Regions from separate parts of the Mus musculus genome. Here regions 1 and 3 are each linked to region 2. A link is a contact called in public Hi-C and HiChIP or PLAC-seq data. All regions are on one chromosome and are shown on one strand. Each heading gives the region's core, a stretch centred on a gene start, on an enhancer-like site or on the middle of the called end of the contact. The rest is flanking DNA. Distances are from core to core; before and after follow the strand shown.

Evidence for each region. Hi-C and Micro-C count contacts between places; a contact is called where the count stands out from the background. HiChIP or PLAC-seq counts read pairs in DNA pulled down with a chosen protein or histone mark.
Region 1: an H3K4me3 HiChIP or PLAC-seq map of fetal liver shows a contact between it and region 2, with 5 times the contacts expected there. The contact joins the enhancer-like site here to the promoter of Tipin in region 2. A contact is called at or near these places in 3 of 39 promoter capture datasets (embryonic stem cells, erythroid cells and hippocampal neurons), 5 of 484 Hi-C or Micro-C datasets (CD4 T cells, the G1E-ER4 cell line, the N1E-115 cell line and 2 more), 7 of 115 datasets of contacts at active chromatin or transcription factors (bone marrow-derived macrophages, embryonic forebrain, embryonic midbrain and 4 more) and 2 of 9 other capture datasets (liver and pancreatic islet).
Region 3: a contact with region 2 is called in a Hi-C map of cerebral cortex, with 2.5 times the contacts expected there. The contact joins the enhancer-like site here to the promoter of Tipin in region 2. A contact is called at or near these places in 9 of 39 promoter capture datasets (the HPC-7 cell line, cranial neural crest, embryonic stem cells and 6 more), 1 of 15 datasets of contacts at CTCF or cohesin (embryonic stem cells), 9 of 484 Hi-C or Micro-C datasets (B cells, the G1E-ER4 cell line, the N1E-115 cell line and 5 more), 18 of 115 datasets of contacts at active chromatin or transcription factors (acute myeloid leukemia, bone marrow-derived macrophages, effector CD8 T cells and 12 more) and 3 of 9 other capture datasets (adipose tissue, liver and pancreatic islet).

What each region holds. Positions count from the first base shown.
Region 1 is chr9:64,637,014-64,641,835 of GRCm38.p6, reverse strand. It overlaps Megf11 (multiple EGF-like-domains 11), which reads right to left. Exons shown (of 25, transcript NM_001134399.1): 6 at 3,355-3,601; 7 at 1,702-1,822. Among named protein-coding and RNA genes, the nearest start is that of Gm36311, 47 kb to the left of the region's middle. Within about 2 kb of position 3,460, at least 36 of the 459 cell types and tissues checked have an H3K27ac peak or open chromatin away from gene starts, as enhancers often do. A contact at or near this core is called in the N1E-115 cell line, fetal liver and pancreatic islet, where this site is marked.
Region 2 is chr9:64,279,639-64,284,662 of GRCm38.p6, reverse strand. It overlaps Tipin (timeless interacting protein), which reads right to left and starts at 3,078. Exons shown (of 8, transcript NM_001324557.1): 1 at 3,016-3,078.
Region 3 is chr9:64,688,911-64,693,896 of GRCm38.p6, reverse strand. It overlaps Megf11 (multiple EGF-like-domains 11), which reads right to left. Exons shown (of 25, transcript NM_001134399.1): 16 at 3,767-3,895; 17 at 1,974-2,102; 18 at 1,414-1,542; 19 at 1-136. Among named protein-coding and RNA genes, the nearest start is that of Gm36311, 5.5 kb to the right of the region's middle. Within about 2 kb of position 2,511, at least 35 of the 459 cell types and tissues checked have an H3K27ac peak or open chromatin away from gene starts, as enhancers often do. A contact at or near this core is called in cerebral cortex, embryonic basal ganglia, epiblast stem cells and 1 more, where this site is marked.

The DNA of each region.
Region 1 (4,822 bases), core at 2,211-4,710, 360 kb before region 2:
CAGAGAGTGAGAACATGAGTCAGATGGTTCTGGAGTTGAGATTCAGGTTCTAACTCCACCTCACTCCTAACCAACACTGTGGCCCATGGCAGGTCACACTATCCTGCTCTAAACACCCTGATTCAAGAATGGCATTTATGGCCAGACCATGGTGTTAGACTCCTCAAGCTGTGGCTGGTTTTGCTTCCATGACCTATGACCTAGAATGCCAATACCGAGAGTTGTAGGAGCCTGAGTACCAATGTCACCAATGTCAAGGCTTCTTCCTTCCCCACTCACCCCAAGGAGCTAAAGTGTTCTATGGCAACAGGAGGCAACCCCTTGCTCTTGATCAATGGCGTCCAAGTGAGGTTGTGTCGGCACACTGCCTTCCTCAGAGTCACCTGGGGAGCTTATTAAAGATGGCACTCCAGAGGTTCAAGTATGACCTCTTGACTCCTCATTGACTCCAGGATGTAGCCATATTTGGTCACACTGGATTCCTAAGGTCTCTCCCTGTCTAGAAGCATCGTGGGTCTGCAGATGTCCTTCCTAGCTGCCCTTGGGAGCTTGGTGTCGAAAGCCTCCTGAAATATCTTGCTTTGCTCAGCAGCCCTGTCCTCAGGCCCTGGGGAAGCAACTGGCTGAGCCTCTCCCAAAGTGGGGCATGTTACAGGGGCTACAGTGGGGAAGGGCAGCCCCCGAGGCTGGCAGTCTTTCAGGGGCTTGGGTCTGTAGGGAGGTGCTAACAGGGGATGGTGGCAGCTGATAGCAGGCTGTGGTTAGGCTGTGACATTCAGGGGGTATATATCAAGTAGGTATAAAAGGCTTTGGTGTTTGCCAAGCCCCTTGGATACACAGTTTCACCTGAGGGCTTCACCTACCATGATAGCCAGCCCAAGCAAGGCGCACTGAAGGCAAGTCATTCCTGTATGTGGGGAAGCTGAGACCAGAGTCAGGGAGGTTTGTGGGGGAGCAACATCAGACATATCACCTGAAGGCAGGCCTCCATGGTGAGGCTATATGTCTGCCTACTTTCCCATAGTGGGGATTCCTGGACTGGAGAGACCTGTGATAGGAGAGGAGGCAGCAGAGGTACCTGAAGCACTTGGGAACATAACAGATTCTAGCAGTCACAGAGTCAGCATGAATATGTGAGGTAGGGTAACATTTCACGAATCCAGATGAACGGACCCTGCTGCGGCTCCTCTTTCCCAGTCCCCTCTGCCACACCTGAAGCTCCTTAGGGTACCCAGACCCAAATCCAGAGTCAATCAATCTCCTTCCTTCCTTCCTTCCTTCCTTCCTTCCTTTCTAATTAAAAACATTATTTTCCAGACAGGTCTCATGTAGCCCAGGCTGGCCTTGAATTTGTTGTATAGCCGAGGATAACCTTAAGTTTCTAATCCTCCTGCCTCCACCTCCCATATGATGAAATTATAGTTTGGTTTCTTGAGGTGTTAGGGATCAACCCAGACCTTTGTGCATCCTAGGCATGTGTTCTACCAACTGGGCTACAAGTGCAGCCCTAGACATTGCCACTGATTCAAAAAGGCTAAGTAACTTGCCTTCAGCCACACAGACCCTAGACCTGGGACTCTTCACTGCTAGTGTCACATGACAGCTTATGACTATAAACAGGGGTAGGGGTGGGGGGAATTTAGCCTTTCATGGTGCCAAAACATCTTACGGTGCCCACCTAGATCTTGAGGGCCCACCTACCGTCCAGCCTGGAGGGCAGGCACATTCGCCAGTGATGTGGTGGCAGGTGCCTCCATTCTGGCAGGGGCAGCGCAGCTCACAGTGAGCTCCATGGCTCCCAGGGGGGCACAGCTCCTCACAGCTGCAGCGAGAGGAAGAGGTCAGACAGCAGAATTCCCAAAAGCAACCTAGTGCTCAGTCCCAGGCACCTGACTCCTCCCCCCAGGTGTGGGTGACATCAGCAACCAGCCCACCTGCAGACTTGAGAGCCTGAAACCCCTCCCCACCATCTGTAAGCATGGATGTTCTGATCCCTGCCAGTAGGGGGAGACAGATATAATATATTGAACTGTAGGGCACTTGGGCCAGCACTCAGAGGTTCTGGGGAGGAGGCTGAGAGACTTCCCTAAGAAGATGGTTTACTTAGGCTTTGAAGGTGAAGCCGATTGCAGGATTGCACGATTGCACGGAGAGGGTGAAAGGGCACGCCAGATGGGTAAAAAAATCACAAGCAACAGTGCTAAGATGTGGCCCTGGATTTTGCCTTTTAAAACTAGCCTATTTCTTCTCCTCTCTTTTAAAGATTTTTTTAAAAATGTACTTTATGTGTATGAGTGCTCTCTCTGCATGTATGCCTGCATGTCAGAAGAGGACATCAGATCCTATTATAGGATGGTTGTGAGCTGCTATGTGGTTGCTGGGAATTAAACTCAGAAGCTCTGGAAGAGTAGTAGCCAGTGCTCTTAACCACTGAGCCATTTCTCCAGCCCCTGAAAACCTGCCTGTTTTCAAAGGTAAAAGCTGGAAACTCCAAGGAATGTCTTTCCTGGGCTCTGAGAGGCTCCCAGCTGCCATGTGTGGGGACCAGCCACTGTGGGAGTGTAGGGAAGGTCTGTATCATTGCCTTGGGTCTCATTCCAATGACCATGGCCTCATGGGAGCTGATCAGATACTGGGGCAGGAGAGCCTGTCAATCCAGGATGTCTTATGGCCAGCATCCTTGGCTTCTGCTATGGATCTAAGAGAACACTAGAGAGCCTCAGCTGGGCTGGAAAGACAGCACCAGTCTTGTCTGTGAGAGTGTCCAATAAGCTGCCCTGGGGAATCCCTATCAGTATGGCTTCCCCAGGACACAGAAGTGAGGGGCCAATCTGCACATGATACATCAGATGGGCTCTAACCAGGCCCAATTAGGATGGGGCAAACAGGCATAGTATGAAAGTTAGAAGAGGAGGTCAAACTCACTTGTGTCCCTTAACTAGGAAGGGCCCTCTGGCCATGTGAGTTGTCTCCAGTAGGACCAGGTATTTAAGGGCTTGAATCTGAGACTTGTAGGGGTGAGGCCTGGGTACTTAAAGACACTGGGGCACTTGGGGTCAGAGGGCAGATGTCACAACCGGGACTTTCTGCTCTTCCTGCCTACTAGGGTGCTAAGAAGTGGCCCAAAAGCCTTGAAAGCCCTGGTGAGAGCCTCCAGGCCACAGCCCTGACCTGTTCCAAACCAGGGTCATTCAGGCCACGCTACCCACCTCCCTACACCCCCCCACCCCCCCCCACCCTGTCCCCAGCTGGGCATCCAGCAGAGTCTCCTGGCTCTGCCCCACCCCTCTTTCCCCACCCCTGGAGTCCTGATCTCGCCCTGGCCCCACCCCAAGCCACGCCCTCGCTACTCACTAAACGCCTGTGTAGCCAGGAGCGCAGAGGCACTCGCCAGTGCGCGGGTCACAGCTGGCGCCATGGTGGCACTGACAGAGCAGCTGGCAGCCCTTGCCGTGAGTACCAGGAGCGCAGAGTTCCTCACAGCGCCAGCCTCGGAAGCCCGGGGCGCACACGCAGGCGCCGGTGATAGGGTTGCACAGGGCGCCGTTCTGACACTGACACCGGTTGCTGCAGTGGGGACCCCAGTGCTCGCTGTCACAGCCTGCAAAAAAGGATACTCTGGGTCAGAGCTTTCCTTAGAACGAGGGTCCACTTGGCCTTACCATCTCCTCTGCCCCTGGAGACCAAGCTGTTGCGGGTATCTGGATGGAGTCCTTGGCATCTGGAGACCTCTGTCAGGCTCCACCAAGCCACCGAGTGTTCACGGGAGCTAAAGAAGGCATAGCCTCAAAGGCCTTCCAGCGCTGCTGCTCACTTCAATCGATGCCACGGGCACCTCCTCCAATGCAAACCTGGTCACAGCTTTCTGCCTCCCTCTGTCTCTGGGAAGCTCTCTTTGGTTGGTCTATCTATCCTTACTCCTCTCAGCTGGACCTTTTCTTGCCATGCCTGCCACCTTGCTCTGTGACCCTGTTCCTCTCCAGGCAGCTGGGCCCAGCCTCATGTCGGCCTGTGAAGCCCTCTTTTCTCTGTCCCACTCACAGTCTTAACCTCTCACATTCTCATTTACTTAAGGACGGTTCTGACTCACTGTGCACACCCCTGGCTCTCCCTTCCCTCCTCCTCCTCCCTTCCAGGAATACTTTCAGGCCCCCTACTTGCTTCCTCAGTTCAATTTCCTCACTGCCCAAGCTCCTTCAGAAAGAGCAGGAAAAAAAAATTGTATCCCTGGGAGGTGACAGACAACCTAGGAGATCCATTCCTGTAATTAAATGTTTCCAAGACTGATGGCTTTCTGGAGACCTGCATTCTAAGCCACGGAAAGGGACAGAGTAGCCCAGAACTTCAGGAAAGTTACCCAGCCTGTTATCACCTCCCACTTTGACCCTTTTGGTGCACTCAGGGCACAACAAATATAAGACGTCCCCCAACAACTGGGAGCTTTGAGTGGGAGTGGAGTTTGGTTAATGACAGGCACAAATACTGTTCTAGGATTTCTGTTTCTAGGCAAGAAAGATTGCTTCCAGTTAAGGCAGTCAGGTGAGGGCTCCACATTGCAAGAGGGCAGTGAAAGATGGCTCACTTGTCTGCCTGCCAGAGGACCATCTGTCTTGCTTTCAGCACCGAAAGTCCTCAATTCCAAAGAGCACCTCAGCCCTGGGCAAGCTGGAGTGGAGGGTGGCTCTGCTGCCTGTGGGCACAGATGGCCAGCTGATCTTTGTACCCAAGCTTTCTAGGATTTAGACCCTGGGAGGAAAGGGTCAGGTGAGTGGTATGGGAAGGGTGTCCTTGGGGTGAACAGATACACAGAAGCACTCAGGTG
Region 2 (5,024 bases), core at 1,829-4,328:
GGCAGGCCTCTTTGTTATTTTACCACTATGTCCCAAAACCTGATACACAAGAGGTTCCCAATAGATATTTGCTGAGGAAAGGAATTTAAGATTTTCTTTAAAGATTTATTATTATATGTAAGTACATTGTAACTGTCTTCAGACGAACCATAAGAGGGTGTCAGATCTCCTTACAGATGGTTGTGAACCACCATGTGGTTGCTGGAATTTGAACTCAGGACCTTCGGAAGAACTGTCTGTGTTCTTAACCGCTGAGCCATTTCTCCAGCCCAAGAATTTCAAGCCAGGAACAGTGATACTCATTGTAGTCCTAACACTCAAGAGGCTAAAGCAGGAACCAGGAGGCCAGTTAGGGCAAAAGTCCTTCTCTATACACACAGTGGAATCCACAAAGCCCTGAGTTCAATTCCTAGTACCTCATAAACTACCTTGGGGCAAGGCAGTGCATGGACTTGTAATCCCAGCCCTCAGGAAGAGAGAGAGGATCAGAAATTTGTTATCTTCAGTTATGTGGCTGCGCCAACCCCAGACCAGCTTGGGCTACAATGAGAACCACTATCTTTAATTAGAAATAAAAATCTCCCGCTGGAAAGATGGCTGGGGTGGTTAAAACACAAATTGCTTTTGTAGAGGACTGAGTTCAGTTGCCAGCACCATACTTATATAGCTCACTAATACCTATAACTACTGCTTCAGGGGCTTTGACATCTGGCCTCAAGTGTACATATCCCCCAAGATACACACTCTTTTTGTTTGGTTGGTTGGGTTTTTTGTTTTGTTTTGTTTTTTCAAGACAGGGTTTCTCTGTATAGGTCCTAGAACTCAATATGTAGACCAAACTGGACTTGAACTCAGAAATTCACTGCCTCTGCCTCCCAAGTGCTGGGATTAAAGATGTGAGCCACCACTGCCCAGCAAGATACACATTCTTAAACCTTCAAAATTTCCTAAATTAAAACTAAAAATATGGGCTGGAGAGATGTCTCAGTGGTTAAGAGCACTGACTGCCTTCCAGAGGTCCTGAATTCAATTCCCTACAACCACATGGTGGTTCACAGCCATCTGTAATGGGATCTGATGCCCTCTTTTGGTGTGTCTGAAGACAGCGACAGTGTACTCATGTAAAAAAAAAAAATCTTAAAAAACAAAAACAGCTAAAGATATTATACTCAGGACATGTCTAAAACATCCCCAAAACTTCTAAATTTATTACTTCTTTAAATTTATGTTTGTTGTATGTATAATAAGAGTGCATTATGTGCCACCGGGGGAGGTCAAAGGACAACCTGTAATGACAATTTTGGAATTGTGGGTTTTGTTTTTTTGGGTTTTGTTTTTTTGGTTTTTCAAGACAGGGTTTCTCTGTGTAGCCCTGGCTGTCCTGGAACTCACCTCTATAGATCAGGCTGGCCTCGAACTCAGAAATCCGCCTGCCTCTACCTCCCAAGTACTGCGATTAAAGGCATGCCCAGTGGTGGTTTCTTTTTTAAAAAAAAAAAAAAGCACAGAAATGGGCTGGAGAGATGGCTTAGCAGTTAAGAGCACTGACTGCTTTTCTAGAGGTCCTGAGTTCAATTCCCAGCAACCACATGGTGGCTCACAACCATCTGTAATGGGATTCAATGCCCTCTTCTGGTGTGTCTAAGCAGCTACAGTATACTTACATACATAAAATTAATAAATCTTTTTTTTAAAAAAGCACAGAAATATTATTTCTTCATTTTAACTCCTGGTATGGGAATTGGCTGCTTCAGATTGCCCACAGCAGCTGGTATGACAGGCCTTGAGCTCTAATGCTGTAACGGCGATTCTGCTAACTGCAGATAGCTTCCTCAGGACTTTTCAGAGGGTAAAGGCCAGGATTGACTGCTTGCTGTTGGCTGTGGTTTTGTTTAGTGGTGAGCAAGAGAAGAAATAACACATCCTCAAGGTCCTCACCTTGCCTCAAACATGCCCCAAGGAACTTGACACTCCTCATCTGCAGGGTAAAGATAATGTTGCCATTTTTCCCCCTATCCTCTCGTTTTTTAGGGAGCCTAAAGGGTAGATTAAGGGTAGAGAAGGGTGGAAGAAAGAATCCACAAAGTAGCAAAGGACTCTGTGGGTAGAGTCAATTCTTTCCTTCCAGCTTTGCATGAGACCCAGGGATCACACTCAGTAAGGCTTGTTCCCCAGCACTATATCGCCTTTACTAGCTGTCCCCAATTCTAAATTTGTGACCGTAAATTTATAAAAACAAAGTACTGGCTCCTGATAATAAACCGCTACGTCTTTGAGTACCTTTAAATGTGGGAACCAAGGGTAGATTATAACTCTACCTAGGACCACTTGGCCTGGGTTCCAGGCCCAGAACAAGCACCCCAATCCTCAAAACATCTAGTTAGTACACTCAATCCCATTCTAATGGGAGTTTGAGAACAGGACTTAAAACTACAATAACCAGCAATTAACCAAAAAAGCACAGTGGGGCTTATCAGTAAACTGGTTTCTCTCAGTGTTTGTAAAGAATTAGATGTTCACAGCCCTTCCTTCTCTCCTTGACAACTGTCACACGTGTTTTAGACACTAACGAGTTAAGTCTCTTTCCCCCTCCAGGTCCTCAAACTCCCAGAGCAGTGTGCGTGACAAATTCAACATCCGATCCACAAGTCCTTCCCGGACCTGTTTCCAACCTACCGTTTTCCCTAGTTGTCAAAACAGGAGCTCCTCGCCCTAAAGGAAGTCCCACCACCCTCACTCTCGTCCCACCGTCGGCGCCAGCCCTAGGGATGTCACCTCTCCCTCGCCTCCCCTCGAGTCCGCTTCCCAGCCTCCCTCTCAGCTAGGTCCGTGCGCGCGGCTCCGGTGCAGGCCCGCCATCCTCCCGCGGCGCCTCCCACCCGCTCCGCCCGCTCCTCCTCAGCCCCGCTTCCGCCTGGCTCCTGGGTGAGACCCCATCTCCCGCGCCCCGCGCCGCCTTTGCAACGCGGGCTCCACTTCCAAAATCTGCGCTCACAGAAACCGGTCTCACCTCACCTAGACAGCGGCCGCCGCCAAGCGCGCCAACACCGCTTCTCGCGAGACTCGGCTCCGCGAGACAAGCTGAGAAATTTGGCGCCAAGGGTAGGCGAAGAGGCGTGGGAGGAGCCTAAGGGTCTGAGCCCCGCCCACCGCGCTCGGAAGCCCGCCTACCCATCCGGAATGTCTGGGACGGCAATGAGTTCTGGGCGCTTTATTAGCTCCAGAAATAGGTCTCCGGGTTTAGAACACGAACGATGGAAGCCAGGCATAATAGTGCACGCCTGGAATCCCAGCACTCGGAGGCTGAGGTAGGAGGATCGCCACAGGTTCCAGGCCAGCGTCTACGAGAAAAAAAAAAAAAAGAAAGAAAAGAAAACTGATTTGTAGAGGAGTAAAACGTAGTGTCAAACAACTTTGGCTGGAAAATTACTGCATCTTCAGAATAGCAAAATGCCACGACTATGAATTTTGTTAATTAAATAAAGATATGAGGAAAAGATTGTAGTTTGTAGTTAGGGTTAGACGTGTAGACCCAAAGAAATATGTCAAGAGCTGGAGAGAGGGCTCAGTGACTAGAGCCCTGACTGCTCTTCCAGAGGTCCTGAGTTCGATTCCCCAGCAACCACATGGTGGCTCACAATCATCTGTAATGGGATCTGATGCCTTCTTCTGGAGTGTCTGAAGACAGCTACAGTGTACTCACATACATAAAATAAATCTTTAAGAAAGAAAAAAGAAATATGTCAACAACAAAAAAAGGAGGGTTCCCTGTTTTCTTTAAAAGTATTGAATCCGGCCGGGCGAGGTGGCACACGCCTTTAATCCCAGCACTTGGGAGGCAGAGGCAGGTGGATTTCTGAGTTCGAGGCCAGCCTGATCTACAAAGTGAGTTCCAGGACAGCCAGAGCTACACAGAGAAACCCTGTCTCGAAAAATCAAAAAAAAAAAAAAAAAAAAAAAAAGTATTGGATCCAGTGTTTACCTTTAATCTTAGGCAGATCCCTGGAGTTCCAGGCCATCCAGTGCTACACAGTGAGATATTGTTTCAAAACAAACAACAAAAAGGGAGGGCAGGGTTGGGGAGATCCCTCAGAGGGTAAAGGACTCCCCCACATTGCATGATGAGCTGAGTTCAGATCTCCAATACCCAGGTTAAAAAACAGCTTGATATTACCCGGAATCCCGATTCTGAGAAGGCAAAAATCAGATTCCTCCAGCTGGCTAGCCAGCCAGCCAGGTTTAACTGATGTGTTCCAGGCACAGTGAGAGACCCTGTCTCAAAGGGGGGGGGGGGGGGCTGAGACATACAGATGGCTTAACCATTAAGAGTACATGTTGCTCATGTAGGGGACTCTAGTACACTCACATAGTGACACAGCCGTGTATGATTCCAGGGTATCTGAGGCTCTCTTCTGACCTCCAGAGAACCAAGCACTCTGTAGATTTATGTATGTATATCATGGTTTATGTATGTATGTTTATATGTGTGGATATGTATGTAAATATGAATGGTTTATTCATGTAGTTATGGGTATGTATAGATGCATATATGGTTTATTTATGTATGTAGGTTTATTTATGCATGGGTATGTATGTACACAGGCATATATGTATTACATACACAACCATACATATAAAAGTATTTTTTAAAGATCTATTTATTTATTATATGTAAGTACACTATAGCTGTCCTCAGATACTCCAGAAGAAGGCATCAGATTTCGTTATGGATGTTTGTGAGCCACCATGTGGTTGCTGGGATTTGAACTCGGGACCTTCAGAAGAGCAATCGGCACTCTTAACCACTGAGCCATCTCTCCAGCCCCACAGGAAGTCTTTTTTAACAATGAGATTGTGAGGGAAGCAACCAGTGCTCACCTCCTGATTCTGTACCTCACACCCACATACAAAATAAAAGCAGAGCTGGGTGGGGCTGGAAAGATTGCTCAACAGTTACGAGTATCTCGTGCTCCTGTGTTAACTCCAAAGATTGGAGGAGAAAGAACACCGACCCAAATCATCAT
Region 3 (4,986 bases), core at 1,262-3,761, 410 kb before region 2:
GCAAACAGGCCCAGCAGCACCACCACCAGGAACAACAGGAGAACGATGCCGGTGACAGCACCCACTGAGTGCCGCTCTGCTCCCAGAGCTGGACTGATCTTGGTGTAGGGATTCAGCTCATCCATCATGAGGGCAGCTGTGGGCAGAGGGAGGCCTGAGCCAGAGCTGGGCCTGAGCCTCATGATTCCATCCTGCCTTTGCCCAACTTCATCCCTGCCTACACAACCCTCACAGTGCTGTTTCTTCCAATGCCAGAAAGTGATTGAGTCTCAGGGTTAAATTAAGGAAGAGAATGTGATTTAGGTGTGAAGCAAAATAAATGCTGAATATCCACTCAGGTCCACAGAGTTGAAGTTACTTGCTTTAACATGGCAGGCCTACAAAAAGGGAACTAATTACTTACCCTTTCTACATGGTTGGAAAAAATAAGTAAACTGAGTCACCAAGGTTAGGGGACGTGTCTAAGTTCACCCAACCAGTAATTCAGTCAGGAAGAACTGGCTTCTGCTACTCTTCCTGCTCTACCAGCCATGTGACTTAGAAGGTTCATAGGGACAGCAACGCCAGCTTCCCTGGGGAGTCATGAACACCAAATGATAGACTGGCCTTGACAGCTGGTAGCTCTGTGACTGCCTGTTACTGCCCTAAGATAACTCTTGATTATATATGTGTGGCTAAGTCCCTCTGACTGCCCTGGCAAGCATCTGATTTCTTAATGTGCAGGATCTAGACCCCCCCTTGGTTCTCTGCTACTGGCTAAAGAAAGTGGGTTGTCACTTCTAGGACAGCCAATGTTGCATTTGCCTGAGCTGCATAGCTTCACATTGCAAAGTAAGTGTGTCTGATGTGGGTAATTGAGAGCCTGTTTTCTATCCCCATCTTCTAAAACCAACAATAGCCTCCCACATCTGCAAAACAAAAGGACTTCCCATGTACAAAGCCATCATTTACAGAGTGCTCACATGTGCCAGGCACTGTGCTGAGACCTTTCTTGAATTGACTGGATTTGATCCCTCTCAGCTGTACCATGCAATGTCACCTAGGCATAGAGCTAGAGTCAAGTTGAGCCCTTTGGACAAAGGTTAATGTCTGTTCAATTGAATGTGGAGTAAAAGACCCAGCAGAGGAAATGACCTGCCCAGAGACACCTAGCAGGGAGTGGCAGAAGTCAACTAGGCAAGTGTTGCAGTGTAGCCTGACTGGTGCCCTTTCCCAGCACTAGCCTCTGGTTCACTCTTGCCTCGCTCATGGGGGAACTACCAGAGGATTAGCAGAAATGCTATGAAGAGAGGCTCCCAACTGTGAATAAAAGGTAATGTCATAAAACTCAACTGGTCTGGTTAGAACTCTCCAAAGCCACCCATAATTGGGCCCTTCCCACCCTGTCCAGGCACCCTGCCACCTGTATGTTACCTTGGTCACACCTGATTCCTTTGAATCCCGGGCTACAGTAACAGGTACCAGTGACGTGGTCACAAGTGGCATTGTTCATGCACTCACATAGCTGCTGACACCCATATCCAAAGGTTCCAGGGGCACATCCTGTTTGGCATGCAGAATGCAAGTAGACAGTGAGACACAGCCACACTCCACCCCTCCCACTCCAGGTGGAGAAGTTCATGGCAAGAGATCATTGTGTCCCACCCACAGTGGAGCCTATTGAACTAGATTGCCCATTGTGCATAGATAGCTGGGGATGGGTAGAGTCAGTGCACACCTCTCCCTCCTGAACTCATTTAAAGAGCTGGAAAATCCTGCCTTCATCTGGCCCCTCCTTCCTATGCCTATCACACCTCAGCCCTATCTAAAGAGGAAAGAAATCCTCACAGCATGAGTGTATAGGGTTAGCCTTCAGTCTTCCCCAGAAGTTGTCCTCAAAGTCTGGAATACAGGAGCCCAGTACCCTGGATGGGGGTTGGGTATGGGGAGGATGGGGTTGAAAGAAGCAACTTTCCCAGGTTAGGGTAGCTTACTCTGTTCACAGTGGCGGCCAGAGAAGCCTGTTCGACAGGTGCATTTCCCAGTGATGTGGTCACAGCTGGCTCCATTCTGACACTGGCATATGTGCCCACAGTCCTTCCCAAAAAATGCTGAAGGGCAACCTGCAACAAGACCACAGGTCACAGTTGGTGTGGGCTCAGGAAAACTGAGGAAATGTTGCTGGGACCAGGCTGGTCTGCTGCTTCCTGCGCAGCATGGGATAAAGACGAGCGAGGCCCACAGAGACATCTGTACCCACTGAACCTTGGGCTAAAGGGGAGGAGGGTAGGGACAAGGTTATCCATGCAACTAGGGCCTCAGCAGCAGAGGACAAGCTCTGGTCTCTGCTGTGCAGCCCTGGGATTTCTTCCCCATGGTCCAAGGGTCTGATCTGGTTGATTGCTGGGATACCCTTATAGCCTTGCCCTCTCAAGACTTTGGATGATCCTGAGGTGTGGCTGGTCCTGGGGCCAGCCTCTTCCCTCCCTCTCTGCAAACCAGGGCTATTCGCAAAGTGGCCAGTAGGCTGCAGCATATGACTGGGAGTGTCTGGGAGGCAGGGCTTACGCTGCGTGCAGAAGAGTCCAGTCCAGCCAGGGGTGCAGTGGCAGGCCCCATCCTCGGCGCTGCAGCTCGCCCCGTTGTGGCAGCTGCATGTGTGGAAGCAGGCAGAGCCCCAGAACCCAGATGGGCAGGCTGTGGGGGTGGGGTGGGTGGGATGCAGAGGGGGAGGGCAGGACAAAGGAGCAGGAGGAAAGGAAGGGGAGGTGGGTACACATCAGAGCCAGAACACCTGGACAGACCCAGAGGGGCATCTCTTGGCCTTTGGGGACTTGATATACTAGTCACAGAATCAGCTCTCCTCTTGGCCTCAACCCCTGGGATTGCTATGAAGACCAGACTCTGCCTATTCTAATCTTGGATGACTTAAGGCAGCCCTACTCGAAGGGCTCCTACACCTCCATTCATAGAGGGACTCACAGGGACAGGGGTGGAGTAACACCAAGGGCTCTGACTTCTCCACAGGTGGCAGGGCCAGTCTTGTCTTTGGGTTCAGGTGCTGTTTGAGATTGGAGCCTGTGGCTTTCATCAAAATGGAATTCTTCCAGGTCCGGCCATTTAACTGAGACCTCCTTACAGGTACTGACAGTGTCTCACCCATTAGACAAGGAGCTAATTAATTAGGCCAAGGCTGGGGCCCCTTTGGGAAGGGGTTGTTACCTTGGTATCAGACTGTAGCTCCATGTTAAGGCCTAAGGTGTTCAGGACATCACTCACAGGGGGCCATCCCACAGGTGTTCCCCTTCTTCTAAGAGTGGCTATGCTAGCCTTGCCATTCACAAACTCAAGCATACCGGTCTTGTTCCCTCCTCCTCCTCTATATCCTGACTGCATCTTCTATAGGCAGATGCTAGTGGAGTATAATTCTCAGGATTCACAGCACTAATGGCAGTATTGATGCCCTTAATAACCTGCAGTAACCATATCCATGGTCAGTTCCAGTAACTCAAGTTTGATGTAGCATAAAATGGGACTTTCAGGATCAGGGAACAGTGACATGGCTCAGTGGATAAAGGCACTTGCCACCCAAACCTGTGGTGAACCCAAGTTTGATCCCTGAAACTCACATAAAAGCTGAAGAGAACTGGTGCTAGAGAGTTGGTCTCTCACTTCCACATCCTTGCTGTGGCACTTATCATACACACAGAAACAATATAAAGAAATAAATGGGCGGATATCCTTGTCTGCAGGAGAACGGGGGACACTTGCAGGGGTGCCAGCTTACCCTGTGAGCAGTCCTTGCCAATCCACCCAGGGAAGCACTGACAGGAGCCATCGATGGGGCTGCAGGTCCCATTGTTGGCACAGGAACAGAGCTGGGCACAGTCCTGCCCGAAGTGCCCTCCAGCACACACTGTGGGCACAGGGAAGCCTGGCACCGGAGCCTTCCCAGGCCCTAAGAGCCACCACCCACACAGCCACACCCCAAGTTTCCTAGGCCACAGCCCTGACTACTCTAGGTGTGATCTGGATGGGAACCTTCACCTACAGTGGCAGTTGCCCTTCTCCACAACAGCAGCTCCCCAAGAGGCCCTGTCCTAATTCCTTTTTACAAGGACAGGCTGAGGTCCATAGAGGGGATGTCAGTAGTCTTGGGTCTTACAGGTAGGAAGGCCTAAGGAGGAGTTGGTGTCTCTGGACACTCTGCTGAGCATTCCTAGACGACCTCCCAGCCACTGGCTTTTCCCTGGGTTATTCTTGACTAACCTCCTAGACACATGGACCACCACACACACCCTTCTCTGGACACTCCTGGCCTTTCTTCTCCGTGCTTTCCTATGGCTAATGCCGTCTAAATTCCCATGACCCTCAAGTCCGGCTATGGACATCCTGCCTATAAGACTCATCTTAAGTGTCACCTCCCTTGGAACAATAAGATGGAGCAAGACTTAAGACACTGACATCTTTCTACCCTAGTGTTCTCCAGGAGCCTGCTCTTAGATCTTTTTGGTTTTCTTAGTATGTAGGTGAAACAATGTATATCATCTTCAAGCCAGTTATTAGGGATTTTTATTAGGTTTTATCTAAACTTAGTCCTAGCTGTCCCATACATCTTCCATCTTCCATCTTCCATCTTCTGGGTGGCTATGTCTCTATCTGAGGCTTCAAGTAGCTTCTTCTTCAAACTCTCCTATCACTGAGACTTGACAGCGGTTTCCAGCCAAGCCTGAGTCCTACCCCTTCTGGTATCCCCTACAATGCTTGGAGAAGGAACAGGCACTCAAGCCACTGGGGCCAAACATCACCCTTCTCCTTGTCCCCCACCCCCACCCCTACCCCTGGTCCTCTGGCCTAAGCTTTGCAAGGGCAGGAAATTCGGTCTCATTTCCTATTGAATCTGACTGTCCACTGAACATTGCGGATGTAGGTCTCGAGAATCAAAACCTTCTAGAAGGCTCCATTACCAGATATATATTTCTTTAATATTTCTTTAATGTGTCTTGC